2 separate regions of the Canis lupus genome follow, and region 2 is linked to region 1. Evidence: chromatin contacts called from public Hi-C data. All regions are on one chromosome and are shown on one strand. The core of a region is the stretch at or near the end of the contact, and the rest is flanking DNA. Distances in the headings are between cores, read along the strand shown.

Region 1 (4,265 bases), core at 1,126-3,625:
ATTCCGGGCCTCCAGGATCGTGCCCTGGGCCAAAGGCAGGCGCCAAACCGCTGTGCCACCCTGGGATCCCCTGCCCTCTCACCTTTGACCTTCAGTCTGCTTGAGCCACGAGAGCCCTGGGGACCCCACAAGAAATGCCAGTGCCTCTCAAAATGCTCAGGTTTTTGGGGGTAAGACCCTCCCTTCTGTGTGGCCTTGGATGAGCCCGTGCTCTTTCTGGGCCTCATGAGGGTGAGCACAAAGGCAAAGTGGGTCCCCCAAAGCTGACTGGAGGTCAGCACAGGAGGAGGTGGCAATCCTCCATGGAGTGAGGTCAAGAGAAGTGGCAAGAAGGAACCAGCCTCCTGGGGACCCATAGGTGACCTGCCTATGGTGCCCCTGCTCCACCATTCTGGCAAATTCTGAGCCAAGCTTTCCCCTGTTAGACGAGTTAATCACTAGGCAAATTGTTGACATCAGCTCAGCAATTTTTATTCCTGTGTTCAGCCCCAAGGTTGGGGCTGAACTGGGTGGGGGTGGGGCTGGAGGTGCCAAAAACAAGAATTCTTTCCTTGCTCTGGGTTTCAGTTTCCACCTCTGTCACACAGGGAGGGAAAGCTTCCCTTGCTTACTTCATTGGGACACTGAGGATACAAGTGAGCATATCCAGGTCTGGGCCTTTCAGCTACAGGGCTCCAGTACCGATGACTGCCCTGACTGTCCTTGCCCTTGGGGAGCTCACTGTCAGGGAGGGAGACCCAAGCCTTGCCTACCACTAGCTGCTGGCAGGCAGGGGATGGCAGGGGTAGGGGTGTGGGCAGGCAAAGAGCCTCTCAGCCATAGGTCTGGCTTCACTGAGCTCTGTCCTGGAAGTTCAAGACTGGTCTTGTGTGGGGTCAGGGGTATCGACACCCTTATTTCTAGGCAGGCTTCTAAGGCCTTCATACATGTCACTGTCCAGGGGTGCCTCCATGCCCACAGGGCAGAATCCACCAAGAAACAGCTGAGCCCCTTTCTTCTTGCCCTTCTGAGGTCTTTGTTGAGAGCCAGTCTTGGAGTGCAGGGCCAGGGCCAAGGGGTGAGCTGGTGGCAGAGGCCTTGGTGCACCGTGTAAGGAAGGCAGGAGCAGTCCACGGCAGAAGGGTCCAGAGGGCCAGGAAGAGGTAGGTCAATAGACATGGCCATCTGACCTGGGTGCAGCAAGGGCCAATACCACTTTCAATATCCTTAGCTGCTGGTGCCCAGAGAGGGCTGTGGGGAGGCTGGCTGGCTCAAGGTCACACTAGGGAAGCTGGAGACAAAGCTCTTCCACCTTCTCCTTACCTGTTGGAAGACAGAGGAGGGGGAGAATCAGGGTCCCTGTCTCACAGCTGCTTGGTAGGCTTCAGGTATTTTCCACCTATAGCCACCAGGTGGTGCTAGACCCCAGAGACAAGAGCTCTGCTCACTGGGAAATTTTTCTCCTAGAAGAAGGAGGCAAAAAAAAAAAAAAAAAAAAAAATAGAAGAAGGAGGCAGGGCCAGGAGCCAGCTGCTCCCACCAAGGGGGTCAGGATGCCCCCTTTGCTGGGTCAGAGGAACACAAGAGGCAACCCTGGGGAAGTTTTATTGGCTGATCTCCTTGCCTCTAGCAAAATCCACCCATCCAACATATTGCCCGATTAATCATTTTAAAACAGCTCTGACCACATCACTAGCTTGCTGTAAAACCTTCCAGGACTCCCCAGTGCCTGTGGGATAAATTCCAAATGCATTTAGGGCTCTCTGAAATATGATGCCTGGACACCTCTCTTTCCAGCCTCACCTCCAGACAGCTCTGTTGTCTTCTTGGTTCTTGGCCTTATATGTTTCTACTTCTGAGCCTTTGCTACCTTGGATCCCTTTCTATGGAATCCCCACCCTCCCCCTGTAGTGCTCCTCCATCCAACAACCCTCAGCCAAACCTGTTGATACTGCTTCAGCCACCGCCGGCTGTCTCCTTGCTGGGCTTGGATCAGCTGCTCTGTGTCCTCCAGGCCCCCTGGCAGCCCCTCCTGACCGGGTGTGTCCAGCCTTTCTGGTCCTCTGTTTGAGGGCCTGGACTTCTCTTGCCCCTGTCTGAGGCTCAGCACCCGGCGCAGTCGGCTCTCTAGAGGCTTCCCCCAGGGCTCCTGGAGCTTGCTGTAGGAGGACTGTGGCCGTCGCAAGGACTGGCTGCGTGGCTCTGGCCCCATGGTTCTTGAGGCTGCAAGCACAGGACTGCTACAGCCCTTCGGCAGGCCAGTGGCTTCTGAGATGGCCTGGAGTCTCCACCCACGTGATGGGAACTTACTTGGGGGCAAAGGTTGGTACTGCTGAGGTGGCCATCATAAACCAAAGTGCAGGCCACAGGGTTCAAGCATCTCTGAGTCAGTGTCACCACTGCCTCTCTTTGCCTTCTAGGGCAAGGGGTACAGGGCTCTTCCTCTTGCTCCTCCCCTCCTCCTCCTCCTCCTTCTCCTCCTCTTCTCTGCAGCCTTCTCTGATCTCTCCACCCCTGAAGTGCTTGGCCCCCCCTGAACTCCTGCAGCCCTGGCTGTCCAAATTTATTCTATTGATGCTGAGAACAGATGGCTCAACAGCAAAACAGAGATGTGCCTTTAAGAAACAGGATAGCTCTTTTTTTTTTTTTTTTTCTTTTTTTTGTCCGACATCTTAGCGAGGCTGCCAGGGTGGCCACCAATCTCTGAGCTTCACAATGCCTCCCAAGGATGACAAGAAGAGAGATGCCTGAAAGTCAGCCAAGAAAGACAAAGACCTGGTGAGCAAATCTAGGGGCAAGGCCCAAAAGAAGGGGCCCAAAGGCATGGTTGGGGGCATGCTCAATGTGTGACAGAGTGACATAGGACAAACTGTGAAGTTCTCAACTACAAGCATAGAACCCCAGCTGTTGTCTCTGAGAGAAGATTCAAGGTCCCCTGGCCAGGGAAGCCCCCTCCCCAGGATCTCAGCAAAGGACTTATTAAACTGGCTTCAAAGCACAGACTCAAGTCATTTACACCAGCAACACCAAGGGTGGAAATGCCCCAGCTGCTGGCCAAGTTGCATGAACAGATCCTGCCAACTGTATGTCCTAAAAAAATAAAAAGTTTTATTAAAAATTTTAAATTAAATTTAAAAAGAAAAAAAATTAAAAAAGAAAGAAACAGGACAGCTCCAACATAGAAGAGTCAAAATCACAGAAACAGAAAGTAGCCCCGTGATTGCCAGGGGCAGGGGTGGGGAATGGCCAGTACAATGGCTATAGAGCTTCAGTCCCGCAAGATGATAAAGTCCTGGGGGCACCTGGGTGGCTCAGTGGTCGAGTGTCTGCCTTTGGCTCAGGGCCTGATCCCAGGGTTCTGGGATCAGATTCTGCATCAGGCTCCTCAGAGGGAGCCAGCTTCTCCCTCTGCCTGTGTCTCTGCCTCTCTCTGTGTGTCTCTCATGAATAAATAAAGAATACCTTTAAAAAGAAAAGAAAAGAAAAAAATCCTGGAGACTGTTTGAACAACACTGTGAATATATGTAACCCTACCTAATTATACATAAAATGGCTAAATGGTAAATGTTATGTTTCTAGCTATTTGACTGCAACCGGAAATTATTCATTAGCCTAGATGAATCCCTTCCCCTTCCTGCTCCATCTTGTCAGCTCCAAAATGGGGTGCTGTGAAAACCCAATGAAATCATGAATGTGTAAAAGCCAGACTACCAGCAGCAGCTCTTTCTCCCAAGACAAAAGAAAGAGAGAGGCACTTGGGCTGGACCAACAGGTACCCAGAATCATATAATTTGAGGACTGAAAGGGACCTCACACATCTGGCCATTCTTTTTTAACTACTATTTTATGGGTATTTTTCCTCATTCTGGGGCTAACCCCTGCCCCTGCTGCCCCCCAGCACTGCATTTCAACTCATGATAGTCCTGAGGTGAACATTGTTATTCCCATTTCAAGGATCAAGAAACAGAAGCTGAGAGATGAAGCACCTGACCCGAGAACACATTCAGTAAGAGGCAAACCTGGGACTCGCTCTTCAGTCAGCCTGGCCTTAGATCCCGTGCTTCAACCACTCTACTGCCCTGCTCCGGTATTGGTGGTTGACATAGGACCCAGAGCCAGGAGTCTTCCTTTATTTTTGGGCTGTTGCACAAATCGCCCTGTCTGGAGTCAGGGAAGCGCTGCCTGCAACTATTGGCTCGTCCCAGACCTCTCCCCAGGCCTGGCCTTGCTCTGTTTCCTCTCTCAGGGTTGCTAGGCCTGCCCTGGGCAAAGGGTCTTGTGATACC
Region 2 (4,047 bases), core at 93-2,592, 260 kb after region 1:
TGGGTCCCAGGTAGGCAGCTAAGAGGTCAATCCCAGGAGGAATAGGGAGGTTCTGATAAAGAATAGGGCGCTGGGCCAGGAATGAGTCTGGCTTGTGGAACTGTTCCTAATATTAAACTTCCACCATCTTCTTGAGTTAACTCAAGAGATGGTTGTTTTTCTACTTGTCTGGGGGGAGTTGGGGCTCCCCACTTGACCCATAGATCCCATAGACCTTGTAGTTTAAGATGTGCAGAGGCTCCTACCAATCAGCCTCACGTTGACAGAGAGGTTTCCCTAGGCCTCTAGGGGAGGAGGGCTGGTGCATCACGGCTCCTGTGATTCATGGCTGCCTCTTCTACCTGCTCAGGTTCGAGACCCTGGAGCCTGAGATGAACGCCCTCGCAGCACGGATTACTGCTGTAAATGACATTGCAGAGCAGTTGCTGAAAGCCAGCCCCCCGGGCAAGGACAGCATTGTCAATACCCAGAAGCAGCTCAACCACAGGTGGGGCTGGGGAGGGTAACCTAGAAAGGATGCAGGGATGGCAGCCAGAAGGAAGTTCTCCAGGGCATGGTATGGAGACTAAAAACAGGGAAAGCAGGCTGTCTGGAATACGTTGTGGGGGCAAAGGTGGGAAATGAGGAAAGAAACAAAAGGGGGTAGTCCAAAAAGGCTTGTACCTAGACAGGGAGTAATCAAGGAGTCAAGGGAGAATGAGCAGGGAGCAGCCTCTTTAACAGCAGAAGCAGGTGTTCTTCTCTGGTATACCAGAGAAGGGGGAGGCAGGGAAGAAGCCTCCATACATACCTGGACAGCGCAGGGAAACTGAGCAGCTCCGGACACCAGACCCTCCCTCCACTCTCAGGTGGCAGCAGTTTCGGACCCTGGCAGACGGCAAGAAGGCAGCCCTGATGTCAGCCCTGAGCATCCAGAACTACCACTTAGAGTGCACAGAGACCCAGGCCTGGATGAGAGAGAAGACCAAGGTCATCGAGTCCACCCAGGGCCTGGGCAACGACCTAGCTGGGGTGCTGGCACTGCAGCGGAAGCTGGCCGGCACCGAGAGGGACCTGGAGGCCATCGCCGCCCGGGTGGGCGAGCTGACTCGAGAGGCAAATGCCCTGGCCACTGGCCACCCTGCCCAAGCCTCTGCCATCAATGCCCGGCTTGGAGAGGTACAAGCTGGCTGGGAAGACCTACGGGCCACCATGCGACGCCGAGAAGAGTCACTGGGTGAGGCGCGGCGGCTGCAGGACTTCCTGCGCAGCTTAGATGACTTCCAGGCATGGCTCGGTCGCACGCAGACCTCTGTGGCCTCTGAAGAAGGGCCAGCCACCCTGCCTGAGGCAGAGGCCCTCCTGGCCCAACATGCAGCCCTGCGGGGAGAGGTGGAGCGGGCCCGGGGCGAGTACAGCCGGCTGCGGGCCCTGGGTGAGGAGGTGACCCGGGACCAGGCTGATCCGCAGTGCCTCTTCCTAAGGCAGCGACTCGAAGCCCTGGGAACCGGCTGGGAGGAGCTGGGCCGCATGTGGGAGAGCCGGCAAGGCCGGCTGGCCCAGGCCCACGGCTTCCAAGGCTTCCTGCGGGATGCTCGCCAGGCCGAGGGCGTGCTCAGCAGCCAGGTGAGAGCCCAGGGACACGCAGTCCCACCCAGGAAGAAGAGGGAACCAGGGACAGGGAAGTGTGGAGGACAGAAGTGGATGGGGAGGAAATGGCAGCGGGCAATTGAGGAACCAAGATGGACTGGTGGACTGGGAGAACATATTAGAAAAATAAGGGAGTAAAAAAAAAAAAAAGATAAAGGTGCCTGGCTCAGTCAGTAGAACATGTGACTCTTGATCTCAGGGTCATGAATTTAAGGTCCATGTTGAGTGTAGAGCTTACTTAAAAAAAGAAATGGATTTAACAGAATGTTTTTTTATTTTTATTTTTTAAAGATTTTATTTATTCACAAGAGACAGAGAGAGAGAGAGAGAGAGAGGCAGAGACACAGGCAGAGGGAGAAGCAGGCTCCATGCAGGGAGCCCGATGTAGGACTCAATCCCAGGACTCTGGGACTCCGGGATCACGCCCTGGGCTGAAGGCAGGCACTAAACCACTGAGCCACCCAGGGATCCCCCTCGCCCTTTTTTTTTTTAACAGAATGTTTTTTAAAGAGGTGTAAATATAACTGACTTGAGAAGAAATAGAAAACCTGACCTGTCATATAACTGTTAAATCAAATCAGTGGCCAGGAAGAAGAGGGAACAGGGTTTGGGCTGTTAAGGTCCTCTTGCCCAGCTCTCTTGTTACTTCGTGAGCCTATAGATAATCAAGCACCCCCCCCACCCTATTCCCACCCCCCACATGTTGTCTTCAGAGCCAGACTGTCCACTCTCCCATCCTCAGCTGGCCTTCATGTCCAATATGGTAGATCCCTTCTGAAAGGTAGACAAGTGCTCTCCTCCCACACAGGAATATGTTTTGTCCCACACGGAGATGCCGGGGACACTCCAAGCTGCTGATGCCGCCATAAAAAAACTGGAAGATTTCATGAGCACCATGGATGCCAATGGAGAGCGGATCCGCGGCCTGCTGGAGGCTGGACGCCAGCTGGTGTCTGAGGGCAACATCCATGCCGAGAAGATCCAGGAGAAGGCCGACTCCATTGAGAGGAGGTATGATAAACACAGCGGGTAGAGGAGAGCTCCGACAGGGAAGTGAATGAGAACAGTGTGGCCTGTTTTACTGATGAAGCAGCTGGATAGTGCAGCATGGGCAGATGGATGGCGATGGGGACTGACAAAAAGTAGAGGTGGAAAAACTTAGTGGTCAGAATGGGACTAAGCCATGAGCTGGGGAGCTGAGCCTCCCCACGCCAGGGGAGATGAAGTCCACTGGCATAGTTGATTGCTGGATACCAGAATTCCTGTGTGGCTTTCTCGATTAGTTAGAGGGTAATAACCCTTTGACAGCAGGTTCGCGGGTCTCACAAGGGACTGTCATTACAGACACAAGAAGAATCAAGAAGCAGTGCAGCAGCTTTTGGGCCGTCTTCGGGACAACCGCGAGCAGCAACATTTCCTACAAGACTGTCACGAGGTGAGGCTCTTGGTTCCTCCATGTCCCCTCCGACATTCCCTAGCCATCCCCTTACTAACATGCCCCAGCTTTCTGAGCATAGAATAAGTCTGTTGTAGTATTACTTAAGTGGACCCTTGCATGGCTTCTCCCCACATCCACCATTCCCCTCGCTCCCTTCACCCCCTTATGCTTCACTGCATATGCAGTGCTCTCTGCCCTTCTCATCCTTGCTCTATGCTTGACTCAGCTGAAGCTCTGGATTGATGAGAAGATGCTGACAGCCCAGGATGTGTCCTACGATGAAGCCCGCAACCTGCACACGAAGTGGCAGAAGCACCAGGCGTTCATGGCTGAGCTGGCCGCCAACAAAGACTGGTTGGATAAGGTAGATAAGGTGAGTGATGTGAAATTAGCAGCAAGAGAGCCCTAGGGGCTCCCCTGGACAGGATCCTGGCCACAGTGCAGGGGAGGACCCTGGCTTCAGGCTCTGGTTCTTTTGGGGCTAGAGGTCATGGGGTCTTTAGTGCCAAACCTCCAAGATGGAAACTTATGGTCTGGGAACAAAAGTCTTAGGACTATGAGACAGTAACTACAGAACCTTGAGCAAGTACAAATTAATAGGGTGCCAGACTGCTGCTTTGGGCCAACACCATCATTATCCCTGTGTCCAGAGCAGAAGGACACTTTTCAGCAGGCATCAGCAAACTTCTGCAAAGGGCCAGATGGTAAATATTTTCAGCTTTACGGGCCATACAGTTTCTGCTATGACTGTTCAATTCTGCCATTGTAGTGCAAAAGCAGCCATAGAGAATACATAATGATTGAGTGTAGCTGCATTCCAATAAAACTTTATTTATAAAAACAAGTGGGGGCTGTATTTGCCCCGCAGAGCACAGTTTGCCAACCCTTGCTCTTGAGTCTTATTGTTCCTGGTCCTTGGTCACCAAACCCACCACTTCCTCTGGAGCTGAGCATAGGTGAAACTTTATTTCAACTCAGTA

What was found. A called contact is a pair of places that touch in the nucleus more often than the background predicts.
Region 2: a contact with region 1 is called in a Hi-C map of skin fibroblasts, with 2.3 times the contacts expected there. The contact joins the enhancer-like site here to the promoter of C18H11orf86 in region 1.

What each region holds. Positions count from the first base shown.
Region 1 is chr18:50,897,712-50,901,976 of UU_Cfam_GSD_1.0, forward strand. It overlaps C18H11orf86, which reads right to left and starts at 2,376. Exons shown (of 2, transcript XM_038562506.1): 1 at 1,922-2,376; 2 at 447-1,302. The coding sequence starts at 2,191. The coding sequence ends at 1,207.
Region 2 is chr18:51,157,444-51,161,490 of UU_Cfam_GSD_1.0, forward strand. SPTBN2 (spectrin beta chain, non-erythrocytic 2) reads left to right here. Exons shown (of 37, transcript XM_038563797.1): 15 at 350-487; 16 at 849-1,605; 17 at 2,438-2,640; 18 at 2,974-3,064; 19 at 3,294-3,440. Among named protein-coding and RNA genes, the nearest start is that of RBM4B, 19 kb to the right of the region's middle. Within about 2 kb of position 1,343, at least 3 of the 20 cell types and tissues checked have an H3K27ac peak or open chromatin away from gene starts, as enhancers often do.